2 separate regions of the Mus musculus genome follow, and region 1 is linked to region 2. Evidence: chromatin contacts called from public HiChIP or PLAC-seq data. All regions are on one chromosome and are shown on one strand. The core of a region is the stretch at or near the end of the contact, and the rest is flanking DNA. Distances in the headings are between cores, read along the strand shown. Region 1 overlaps Tmod1 (tropomodulin 1). Region 2 overlaps Shb (src homology 2 domain-containing transforming protein B).

Region 1 (5,669 bases), core at 3,136-5,635, 640 kb before region 2:
GCATTTCAGCAAGGGCCTTGATGGTGAGAGAAAAGCAGGACTTTGTGAGTTACCCTGGGCAAGGGTTGAGCAGATCCACAAACGCACCAAGGGGCTCGGCCGGAGAGTCTCAGGCACTACCTTTCTAAGCATAGCTCTGCCTCTGCTCTCCTGCAACCTGCCCTGGCTCCTGAACACTCCTGCTGGCATATGCTCATCAGCACGTCTGACCTTTGGCCCTGCTTCTCCTCCCCTGTGCAGCCTTGGCTCTTTGGGTGTACTGCATAGACCCAGTGCCGTCCCTGCCCCGAGCCTTCCTCTGCTTCATTTGACCACTTGGAATGTTCAGTTTCACCTGTCAAGCCTTGTTCATCCTTCAAGGCCTTTCTCAATGCCTCTGGCTCCCAAGAGCTTCGATGATATCTCCAGCTACCCAGGGCCTGCTCTCTGGAATCTTGCAGAACTCACCCACAATTCCTTCATGGAACCTACATTCTTCAAATCCATTTGTTGTTGTGGTGGTGGTGGTGTGTGTGCATGCATGTTCACTGATATGCAGGCATGTGTATGTATTCATCATATTCATGTGTTTGTGTGTTCACTAATGTGCAGGTACATGTGTGTGCATGTGCATATGGCAGTCAGGAGACAATTCCAATGTCATCTTCATAAATGCCATCTTCTTCCCTTAAGACGGTCTCTCTTATTGGCCTGGGGCTCATCTGCTAATCTAGATTGGCTGGTGAGAGGGCCTCAGGGATTGTCCGGTGCCCACCTCTCTAGCATTGAGATTACATATGAGCCACCGTGATCAGCTTTTTACATGGTGCTTGGGATCTGCCTCAGGTTCTTGTGTTTGTAAGGCAAGCCCCTTACCGACTGAGCTATCTCCGCAGTGTCCCCACGCCCTCCCATGTTTCTCATTAGCATGCCTCCACCACTAGACTATCTACCCTCTTGGGCTGAAAATGTACCTTAATGTCTGTTTTTTACCACACAGTGGCCAGCACATAGTAGGTCATCAAGTGGTGATCACTGTGACCCCTGGGGAGTCTCCATCTCCCTTTGTGTAAGCTCAGCTTGTCTCATCTATGGCCCTGTTGAAATGTCACATAGTCTTCCTCTGAACCCCAGAGAGTACAGGGCCAGCTTGCAGAGTAGGGCTCAGATGGCCCTCAGCACGTTTGAGAGGGATCTGGCTGGCGGGGAGCGGGGGCTGGGGGTGTGTAGATGACAATCGGAGCCTCTGAAGGAAATGAGGTAATTAGCAGCTGGTGGAAACGATGTGTCATGGGGAAAAACGATACCAGCAGCTGAGAGGCCTGAGACACCGTGATCGTTGTGCCAGGGCGTCAGAAGTGATGCCAGGAATGGCTGCCCCATTGTGTTCCCCCAGCTTGCTGAGCCCTGCCAGAGGCTCCACTCCCAGGAAGCCTTCATGCTGACACTATCTCTCCTTCTTTGGCTCCTTCACTCAAGCATGGCTTCTCTCTGACCAATGGTTGTCCCCCAATCGGTGTAAGTGGCCTCTCTGAGCCTCACCAGCAATACCCCCTCTCCCAGGAAAAGCCTGGCCAGCCCATTGACCCTATTTGACAGTCAGTGGACAGGTGTACCAGGCCATGGGCAGGCTGCTAACTGGACAGGCCCTGGAGTCTGGTTGTGCCATGTGCCAGATCCTGTGTGTTGGGTGACAGTAGAGAAACAGAGGGAAGGAGACATGCACCAAGGCAGTCAATGATGGCTCTGGCACCTGGTCTAACAACAGGCCAGAAACATTTCAGCACTTGGTAATAAGTATGCAGGTATGAAGGGCCTGCCACCAGCTGTCGGCCTGGCATGGAGTCCGTGCCCCCAAACCTTCCGTGGCATGGAGCTAAGTGCCAGCACTCCGAGCCTGGTTTCTGAACCATGAACAAGTAGTACATGGGGTTTTGCCAGCTATGTCACTACAGACAGACGCAGGATCCACTGAGGACAGAGAGAGGACATAGGTCTAGACACTCCCACTCTGGCAGTCTGTGGGCTGCCTTTGTCCCCCACTGTGAGCCCACTCAGTTATTTCAAAACGACTAAATGAAACAGTCTTACTTCTTTTAAAATGGTGAAGAGATCTGATTGTTACTCCATTCCCTATCCCCCTGGGAAAGTTAATTCCTGCCTCTCCCCCTGCTCCCAGAGGGAGAACAGCCACACTGTGCTGTGCCATTCTGCTGTCTTCAAGGCCAGACAGATGGGTATGGTCATGAATGTGGGACAGGAGGCTGGCTACAGTCAGATTCCCAGAGTCTAATTCAGGATTATGCATAGATTGTTAAGAAATTTTTACTGGGCATTTCAAAAATGAATGGTTATTTTATAATAAGTACAATTTACTTTGTAACATGGTTTCTTCATTTGTTTGTCGAGAGCCTCATGTAACCCAGGCTGGCCCCAAGCTTCTGATCCTCCTGTCTCCACCTCCCAAATGCGATCACAGACATGCACATCACCATACCTGGCTGACTGGCAGTTATTTTTAGAGACACTGGTAAAGGTAAAACTGGTCCCTTGGATTCATTAATGAGGCCAGTGTTTGAGAGATGGGGAAACTGAGTCCCTGAGAAGGGTCCGAGCTTTGCCTGAATGAGAATGTTGGGTGGAGGAGGACCAGCTGTGGAGGTCAGAGTGACTTTGCTCGATGCCAGGTCTGCTTTTCTCTTTTTGTGTATGACTTTGGACAAGGCCAGTTGCCTAACCTCCCCGGTAGACCCACCTTACCGGGAGCAGGTAGTTGCAAGGATTAGCTCTGGAGTGAACACAGGGCATTGTGTGTGGGCTGTCTCATCTGTCTGTACCCCCTCCTGGCTCCTAGTGAGTCTCCTCCCTCTCCACACAGAACTCCTCTCATCAGTGGGACCAGGCCCGAGTCCCCAGTGACTGACTACACAGCAGAGCAGAGAGGTCAGGACATACAAACGCCACAGGGTCATTGCTGCGGGTCCCCACGATGCTGAACTTCTTCACATAGGAGTTCTCTTTCAGGGCTTCTGCATATGCCTTGAGGGTGGGTATGGGAATATTCTGCAGAGAGAAAGTCAGAAAAGTGAACAGCAGCCTTGCATGGGCTGGGGTGGGGGTGGGGTAGTGACTGCCGGAGAGAGGGGACAGTAGCTCTGTCCCAAATGCTGGCTGGCTCCCTGCTGGGTCCTTGTGAGTCTCTGAATGGGCCATGAGGATGAGGCTCAGAGGATCCTCCAGTACATGGATTGATAAAAGCGCCCCTGAAATGTTCAGACAAAACCCACTCTCTTCCATACAAGGGGAGGCTGGAGAAGAGGCAGCACTCAAGGCCCGGGGCTGGGAGGGATGGTGTATAAATGTTGTGGACTGGGAGAGGGGCGGGGCTGGACCCTGGCTTCCACTTAGTGACTAGCAGAATCTGACATGCAGTGTGACACTGGGGGGACCCTCTTCCCTTCCTTGGGTCTGTTCTGAAAGACAGAATGGAAAGATACACTGACTTCTCTCTGAGACATCTGTCCCAGAGGGTCTCAGCACTGGCTACATGTCTGTGGGTCCCAGGGGCAGTTTATCCTGCGTATGTGCGGGCCAGCCCCAGACCATCACACACAGAACCTCAGAGGCCTGGGCTCTGGTGTATGCTTTTTACTCTCTTGGGTGAAAACCTTATCTATGTCCAACTGTCTCTTGGCACAGAAGGGAAACTGAGGCCTCAGGAGTTCAAGCCCTTGGCCGAGGCCTCTCATTGGGCTTTCACTACTTGTGCCTGCCTGTCTTGAGGCAGTATTAACAGTCCAGGACATACAAGGATTGTGTCAGCATCTCTCACAATGCAGACAATGGAAGCACAGAGAGAAAGAGATGGAGACAGAGAAGCCATGGCTATACTTCCCAGAGCTCTCATTTCAAAGTGTCACCTAAGCCCCCGTGGGAGAAGAACAAGGAGCCAGGTGGAGGAGAAAACTGGGGTGCAGGTTTCCAATCTGATTGTGTTTGGAACTGGCAGCCACTAAGGAAAGCTGAGAAGAAAGGAGGGGGCTGGCTTCTTGTCTTACCCCTCTCATGGCTAATGCCAGGGCCTCAAGCAGAGCAGAGGGGCAGGGAAGAGCAGGCAGCTATACTTGCTTCCACATTCCTCCTGCACCCTGCCCTGGTGGCCACAGAGGAAAGCAGCCACAGAGCTACAGCACACAGCTTGGGTCTTTCTTGGGGGCACCTGCGCCAACATCTCCCTTCCCTGACTGTAAAATAAGTTTGAATATAAGCAAGATCCAGAGGGAACTGTGATGTCTCATGGGGTAGCGGGGTTTGTGATCCCCGAGTCTTTGTAGTACAGGGCTTTGCCAGCCTTGAAGTCCCGTGCTGCAGTGTGGTTCTGACTCATAATTTTATCACAGAGAATCTCTGTGTTTTTTGAACAATGTGGCAGGTGTCCAGATCAAGGCTGGCTTGGCCTGTGGTAGACTTCTGAGCCTGGCATTGTCCTCAGAAAGAAACCAGGACTGAGAGATTTGCCTGTTGACACTAGTCATCCATGAAATGCTCTCCTGATCTAGAAATACCCAGATCTAAATATGCATTTGGACTTGATGATCTATATTGCCTGGACTGCTGGCATCAGTATGCCTAGACAACCCTCCCTCCCCCAAATGAAAACCCTTACCCCCAATACCCATGAAGTAAAATAGCAGGACTTTACCCGGATGTTGTTAAGATTAACCTCTTCTAGTTCTGGGTCATTGTTCTTTATTCGCTCCAGCGTTTCCTCTACGTCTGTTGAATTTGGTTCTTCATCAGGCACAGGCTTGTATTGTGTGGGTTTGATCACACCTTCGGTAAGGAATTAAAAGGAGCTGGCTCACAGAAACATAGGAGTCACTTTCTCCCAACAAAAGGACTCCCTGGGGAGAAGCATTGGTTGAACTCAGGGTATAAGGGAGACAGCGCATTACAGGGGGTACCAGGGGGTACCAAGGGCTGCAATGTGTTGGAAGAAGTCAGGGAGAAATCCAAGAGGTTGGGTTATCCCAGGATGCTGCAGTTCTTACAAGACCTGGAGAGTCTGACTCTCAAGCATTTGTCTGTCCAGGGGGGATGGTATTACCACCAGCTCATTATCTCCAGTGGTCTCCCAGGGGGGTAAGCTGAGGGCCGGGCTGGGAAGAAATGTAGTTCCCTTCCAAGAGGAAGGATCCGTATTCCTTTGTCACCCTCATTTTCCTCTGGTTCCAAACTGTCATCTTAGAACAATGCAGTTGAATAATTGAAACACTATGACATCGGCCCAGGAAAGGCCAGAGGGTCTCAGGGGGACAGAGGAGAGAGAAACTGAAGAGAAAGACAGAGTTCTCAAGAACACACTTTTCAAAGAATATTGTTTGGGGGTGGGGAATAGATAGCTATCAAAAATTTTAACTAAGTGTTTGTCTCACAAGCATGAAGACCTAAGTTCCACTCTTGGAAGCCATGTTTAAAAAGGAAAAGGAATCTTGGTGCAGCAGCCTGTGCCTGTAGTTACAGTACTGGGGAGGTGGGGACAGGGAGATCCCAGGAGCTCACTGGGCAGCCAGTCTAGCCAAGTCAGTGAGTTCTAGGCTGACTGAGAGACGGTCTCAAGAAATAAGGTGGAGAGCAACCAAGGCAGACACTGGCCTTTGGCTTCCACAAGTACACACACACACACACAC
Region 2 (6,144 bases), core at 613-3,112:
TGTGCCTGTGAGGTTTATTACTGGAGTTCTGGAAGGGCTTGCCAAATTAAATAAAGTTTAATTTAATATAAAAAACAGCACTGCATGAAGAGGCGCTTCGGAGCCCTGGAGGCCTCGTTTACAAAGCTCGTTCCTGATGATGCCTGGCAGTGGGAAACAGGGACAGAAGGTCTGGAAAGCAGCTCTGCTGTCCCTGTCCCCGTCCCCTCTGTTACCCAGCCTTCACTCCTGCGCATGCCACCTGAGGCTCAGGCCAGCAGTCTGAGTGAAAGCGGCCTCTGCCTCTCCCTGTGTTAGAAGCGATCTGTTTGGTCTTCCTAACTTGAGCTGCAAATAAGCCACCGAAGAAGGTGTTACCATACCAGGCAGCCACCTGAGTCCTGACTGTGTGTGTGTCAAGGTGTGAGAAGTCACAGCTCTCTAGAGGACTCCACGTGGAGAACCTCCAGTTACTCACTCATGACATCCTGTGCATCAGGTGAGGGGATGAGGGAGCCAGGGAGGGTGTCACAGCTCATCTCGGGTGACACCAGTGTTAGCCCTTCCAGAAAACCTCCCCTAACACAACGGTCCCCTCTCGGCCTCCTGGATTGGGCTGAGCCTCCTGTCATATTCTGTGGGTAGTCTGTTCCAGAACAGCCAGGTGCACCGTTGTCATGGTAATCTCATGGGGTGCTGGTGCTGTGCCCCGTGGGTAGCCCCTCTGGAGTTTTGACTCCTCTACATTATCAAGGGCCTTTGAAAGGACAAAGGGAAAGTGATGTCTTGTGTGTGTGTGGCTGCTTCCTAACAGGTGAGAGTCATCCGAGGCAGCTCAGTTGGCTGAGTTATTTAAAAGAACCCCAGTATGGTAAGAGGGGAAGAAGGAATGGACAGGAAGCCAGCTTTTATTGAGCAGTGGTTACGAACCTGGTTTGAATTAACCCTGTCAAGCCCTGCCGTGTGGGTGTTGTTTCACTGTGGTAACATAAATGAACGTACTGAAACTCAGACAGTCAGCAGCTCACCTGCAGTCCCATAGCAGTGAACTTGGGCCCATCTGAATGAACAGTATCTTCACCACCCACCACCGTTGCATTGGCCTCATTTGAACCTGGTACAGGGTAGCTTGGGAGATCCCTGAGGTGGAAGCAATTGCTCCATTTGCTCTTTGGCCTTAGCATTGGTCTGGTCATTGCCCCCACAGCTGCAGATACCTTGAAGTTAGTACCCTGGTGCTGTGTGCTCTGGGCATGGCTCACACTTCCTGCTCCTTGTGCCTCCTTGGGGACCCAGAGTCTGCAGAGGGTCCCACAGGGAGTCTCAAACCTGGCCACAGCGCTCTCCACACTCCAGCCCTGTGCTGCCTCACAACAGGCTCTCTAGAGTTCCAGAATGCCTCCTGTCTCCTTCATGGCCTCCCAGAATGCCTTGGGCCTGTGAGGAAATTAACAATTGTGTTTGTAGGGGAAGCTCTTTGCTGTGTAATGAGTAACAGCCGTAATTAATGTTTAACATGCAGGTCTACCAAAGGAAGTGTGGGGGCAGGGTTAGAGCTGTAGGGACCTCTCTCTCCTTTGGCTAGATATTATTGAGGGACAGGTTTCTCTGGTTGGTTTTTCTGTCTGACATATTAATGAGTTCATTTATTAGTCTTAAGAAACCGAAAGCACCAGCTCCATTACGTGCTGTTAGAAGGGTCTCTGCAAACGTCTTCTTTTCCTGTGTGGAATTCAGTGAGTGGCTTTGCCCTTCGGCTCGGCAGGTCAGAGATCTCCATGGGGATGGAGACTGTAAGCCGCATGAGGTCAAAGCTCCGCCTGCCCTGTGCACAGATGGGGCCTTACCCAGCTTCAAGCCTGGTGCCCAGTGAGTGCTGGGAAGTTTGTAGTTACTGAGTCAGGCCTGGCCACACAAGTCCCACCCACGCTCTCTTCCAGGCTAGGCTCTGCCAGTGGCCGTGTGGCAGCAGGTACTTGGTGCTCACATCTGTCCTCTTGTGTGTTGGACATCTGTCTCCTGGCCACATGAGGCCAAAGGAGTCCTCAGTGGGAGGTTACTTTCGTGTGGCCAGTGGCCAGACCTCCTCCCTTCCTGCCTATGTCTGAATTCCCTCTAAGAAACTGAAAGTGTGTCCTTCCTGTCTGTGGAGGAAGCCACTGCCCTGAGCCTTGTGAGAGCTGTGTTTGTGGCCAGCACTGGCTTGTCTCTCCCTTCCTCATTGTCTGCAGTGGGCAGTGCATGGACACACACAGTGGGCGGGCGCTTCCTCCAGTGCAGAGCCTGCTCTTAGGACCAGCAGATGGAGGAGTAATCACTTTCTCCAGGCTCTGGGAGGCTCGTGGGTGTCTGCAGGTGAAAAGGTTACAGATCACAGAGGGCCTCAGCCTTGAGCGATTCCCAGTAACAGGTGACAGGTGAGCCCCTGGAAGGAATCAGGTGCTGGGGCCATGGGTCTGGATTCAAAGCTGCCGTTTGCTGACAGTGACATATTGTCTGTGTCTTCTCACCTGCAGGTTGAGGGTGGCACTAGGCACTAAATGGTAGGTGGTGGCTGTTGTTACTGCTGTGGGCTCTGATATCTGTTGCCCTGTAAGGAGATGTGTGCCGACCTTGACTACGCCTGAGGAGACCCTGGTTCTAGCGCCATAGTTCTCAGCTAGGGAATAAGCTGTGGTGGAAAAGATGGCCACTCTCAGGTGTGGAACCCTCGGTGCTCCATAGGTCTTCTGCGGTCAGCACTCAGCTCTGCTGTCCGTGTTTTCTCTGGGGACACAGTCACAGATGAAAGGACAGAGGTGAGCACTGCCATCCTGTATTCACCGTCCCAGGCTAGGCAGAGCCATGTAATTGGTGTTCTGGAACCATTGAGGCTCAAGGCCTGCCTCTGAGCCTTTCAGAGTCACCAGCCCCCACTCTTCTTGTCTTCACACATCCTGTGAGGCAGCAGAAGTACCCCAGAGGCCTCTTCTTGATCCTGCAATTGCAAACCTGTGTGAGGCTATTTCCTAAGAGTCTTGCAAAAGAAGGGCTGAGGGGCGCACTGGAGAGTAGAGGGTCCTTTGCTCTGTGGGGCTCCGTCTTGGCATCTGTGGGGTGTGGGTTCTCAGAGTCAGTGGCTTAGTGTATATGCAGGTTTGGAACACTGCAGCTGAGGGTGTGCCACCGCAGAAGGGAAGTTTTAGTCACGCACACGTGCTAACTACCTTGGGGTAGGTAGTCCACCCCACCTCCAAAACCAGTGTACAGTCTCCCCTCCTCAACATGCTGACACCCACCTGGCTCTCGGTGGCATCTGGCATTGTATGCAGAGCCCTGCATGAAAGGTGCCTGCACAGGTTGGCATCCGGCATTGTATTCAGAGCCCTGCATGAAAGGTGCCTGCACAGGTTGGCTCACCTTCTGTCTCTCTCAGAGTAGTAGGACATCAGTGAACAAGCCACAGACAGACCCATAACTGTCGCAGCCCCTCCTGTGCATCCCATACTGTTTCCTGAGAAGGCTGGTCCTAACTCCTGGTTTATCACTGAGGGGCTGAAGGGATCTGTGGCAGCTTAGAGTCCCCTGTCCCTGCACACTGCCTCCTCCTCACCTCATTGCCTCTGCTAGTGGCTGCTCGATCCTGTGCCGGACAACAAATAAGCAGAGGCTGCAGGCTGGCCAGAAAGAAGAAGCAGGATTGCCAGGGCAGTGCCCACTCCGCCTGGGAAACCTAGGTTTGAGGAGGCTCAAGGCTACTCATGGCAGCCTGCAACATTAGCTGAGCCAAGTTCTACAGCCATACAGACCTGGTTTGTAAAAACATGGATATAGCAGCACTAATCTCACAGATGAGAGGAAAATGTGCTCCCCAGATCTTCTGTAGTGTCCACCCACCTGTGGGAAGTACAAACTGTAAGAATGAATAAAACCACTTCCAAGAGGATTCTAAAGTAACTTGATTGGGACCGGCAAAATGGTTTGATTCGTAAGGGTGTTCACTGCCACCAAGCCTGAAGACCTGACCTGAGCCCCTAGAAGCCCAGCACAGAGCTGGCAGAGAAAGCCTCTGAGCTCGGCGAAGTTTAAAAATATTCTGGTGTCACGATGAGTAACAACGCAGTAGGATGGCATCCAGGTGTCCCCGACTGTCACCTTGGGCTGCAGAGCTGCTGTTCCTCCCTGGCCAGGCTTCTGTCTGGGGGCCGCTCCTTGGAGCCAGATAGATGCCCAGCCAAAAGGGACTGTGCTGAGACCATCTGGTTGTGTGGAAATTGCTGCCTTCTTTCCAGCACAGGCAGATGCTGGGATGGTAGACAAAGCACTTTAGGGCCGGAGGAGGCAAAGGAATTCTACCTGGGGGCCTAGGGCAAAGCTACTCCAGGAGGTACATTCCAGAGGCTAGGCAGAGACAGAGCTGGGCCCAAACACAGGCAGCAGGTGATGGATTCAGGAACCAGCCTCAGTGAGTAGAGCATAAGGTGAGGAAGGAGGTCAAGCTGCCCCCAACTTCCTGAGGACTATAAAGGCGGTTTTGCCTTTGAACCCAGGCCGCTGGGGCAGCGGTCGGTCGGTCGGTCGAGGGTGGCCTGCTCTGAACAGAAAGGAAATCACACTGAAGGCGCATACTGGTTTTATGCGAGCTGCAGCAGCCTGTGGCATTTTGTAAGCATCCTCTCCAGGGTAGACTATAGAGTAAATTGAGCAGATGAGACTGGAGAGGGCAGGAGGAAAACCTCCCCGGGATCTGCTCGATCCCGTAGAACGCTGGAAGGCTCCTGGAGCAGCAGACACACTACCAAGGACTAGAGCCATAGAGAGAGGCCAGCTCATAGGGAGTTCTGGGCCGCATTCATGCCAGCCCTGGGAGGCCTGTACATGCAGCGCCATTCAGATGGAACATCTGGCCAGGTGAGAGAGACCACAGCTTCTCCCCACTCAGACCTCAGCTTATGAAAATGGAAGACAAATTGGGGTGAGCCTGACCCTGCTGTCCCAGAGTCCTGGGCTCACCCTTGCCTCGCCCCTGTGGTTCCCCATCCATACCTAACAGGTACAACATGGCAGGAGTATTGTGGAGTTCAGTGCTCACAAGGTACAGGTACCTTAGATACCTCTTCTGTAATAGAAGGGCCCAAACTTCAGTATATAGGAATATCAGTTTCTAATATGGCGGGAGTGGGAGGGGGACCACAAACTTCCAAGACAAACCAGGAGAAAGTGAGCCCTGTCCCCTGGCTTCAACTCTTGGGTAGACATTTAGCGCCAAGCTAAGGTGCAGACTTGCTGACCCTGCAGACACTGCTGTGCCACCACCAGGGCTAGTCTCCAGCCTGGGAATGGAAATAGATGCTCCCTCCCTGCCCTGTTCTACACAGTGGAGTCGCTCTCCCTCCCTCAGTATCCCAACTTGCTCTTTAATTGCCTATCAGTGGGACTCATTACGTTCTGTTCTTCGAACAACTCACGGGGGCAGCATCTTTTCCTCTGAATGCAGATATTCTTTGGAGAAATTGTGTCTTTATCTCTTGCAGGAAAATCACTAAATTAAAAGAATTGCCATTTTAAATTGCAGATTAAAGAGAAACTTAATTAGAAGGGATGGAAGCAGTTGTATTCGGAGCTTTTGTTCAGAGTCGTACCCCCCTCCCCCCTCGGTTGTTGAATAGCGACACTTGGAGTTTGTATATTTGTGTTTTAGGTGAAATGATTTGCCTAATTAAGCTTGTCATTCATCACCACCTGCTCTCCCTGGAATAGATGGCTGCAGTATTAAGCATGCCAGAGGACCTATCAATTCATTCAGTAAGGAGTTACAGTGTCGCCAGGACATTCTTAGGTTTTATCTGATAGGAAAACCAATCTTTTTCTCACATTACTTTTTCATTTAGTCACGCGTTGGGCACTTGTTACCTTGAAGGTACTGTGTAGGTGTGGGACAAGTGGTATCTAAGCTGTGGTCCATTTTCAGTGGCCCATGGGACCAGGCAAGGAGACTGGTGACTTGGGTGGCCGAGGGAGTTCTGAGAAGGCATCCTGAAGAGGCAGCTTCTGAAGGGTAGTGGAGCTGGCCGAGCCCTGAGCCTCAGCAGGCAGCCAGGTGTTACAGCGGTCTGTCCCTGAGAGCTTGAGTTCCAGGGCTGGGGAGGTGGCTCAGTGGTTGGCTGTTCTTCTAGAGGACTGGAG

The links. HiChIP or PLAC-seq counts read pairs in DNA pulled down with a chosen protein or histone mark.
Region 1: a FOXA1 HiChIP or PLAC-seq map of pancreatic cancer cells shows a contact between it and region 2. The contact joins two enhancer-like sites. A contact is called at or near these places in 2 of 115 datasets of contacts at active chromatin or transcription factors (cardiomyocytes and pancreatic cancer cells).

Annotation. Positions count from the first base shown.
Region 1 is chr4:46,091,282-46,096,950 of GRCm38.p6, reverse strand. Tmod1 (tropomodulin 1) reads right to left here. Exons shown (of 10, transcript NM_021883.2): 6 at 4,682-4,812; 7 at 2,935-3,042; 8 at 1-16. Among named protein-coding and RNA genes, the nearest start is that of Gm52729, 17 kb to the right of the region's middle. Within about 2 kb of position 4,385, at least 34 of the 459 cell types and tissues checked have an H3K27ac peak or open chromatin away from gene starts, as enhancers often do. A contact at or near this core is called in pancreatic cancer cells, where this site is marked.
Region 2 is chr4:45,448,714-45,454,857 of GRCm38.p6, reverse strand. All of the region lies in intron 3 of Shb (src homology 2 domain-containing transforming protein B), which reads left to right. Among named protein-coding and RNA genes, the nearest start is that of Gm46852, 42 kb to the right of the region's middle. Within about 2 kb of position 1,862, at least 140 of the 459 cell types and tissues checked have an H3K27ac peak or open chromatin away from gene starts, as enhancers often do. A contact at or near this core is called in pancreatic cancer cells, where this site is marked.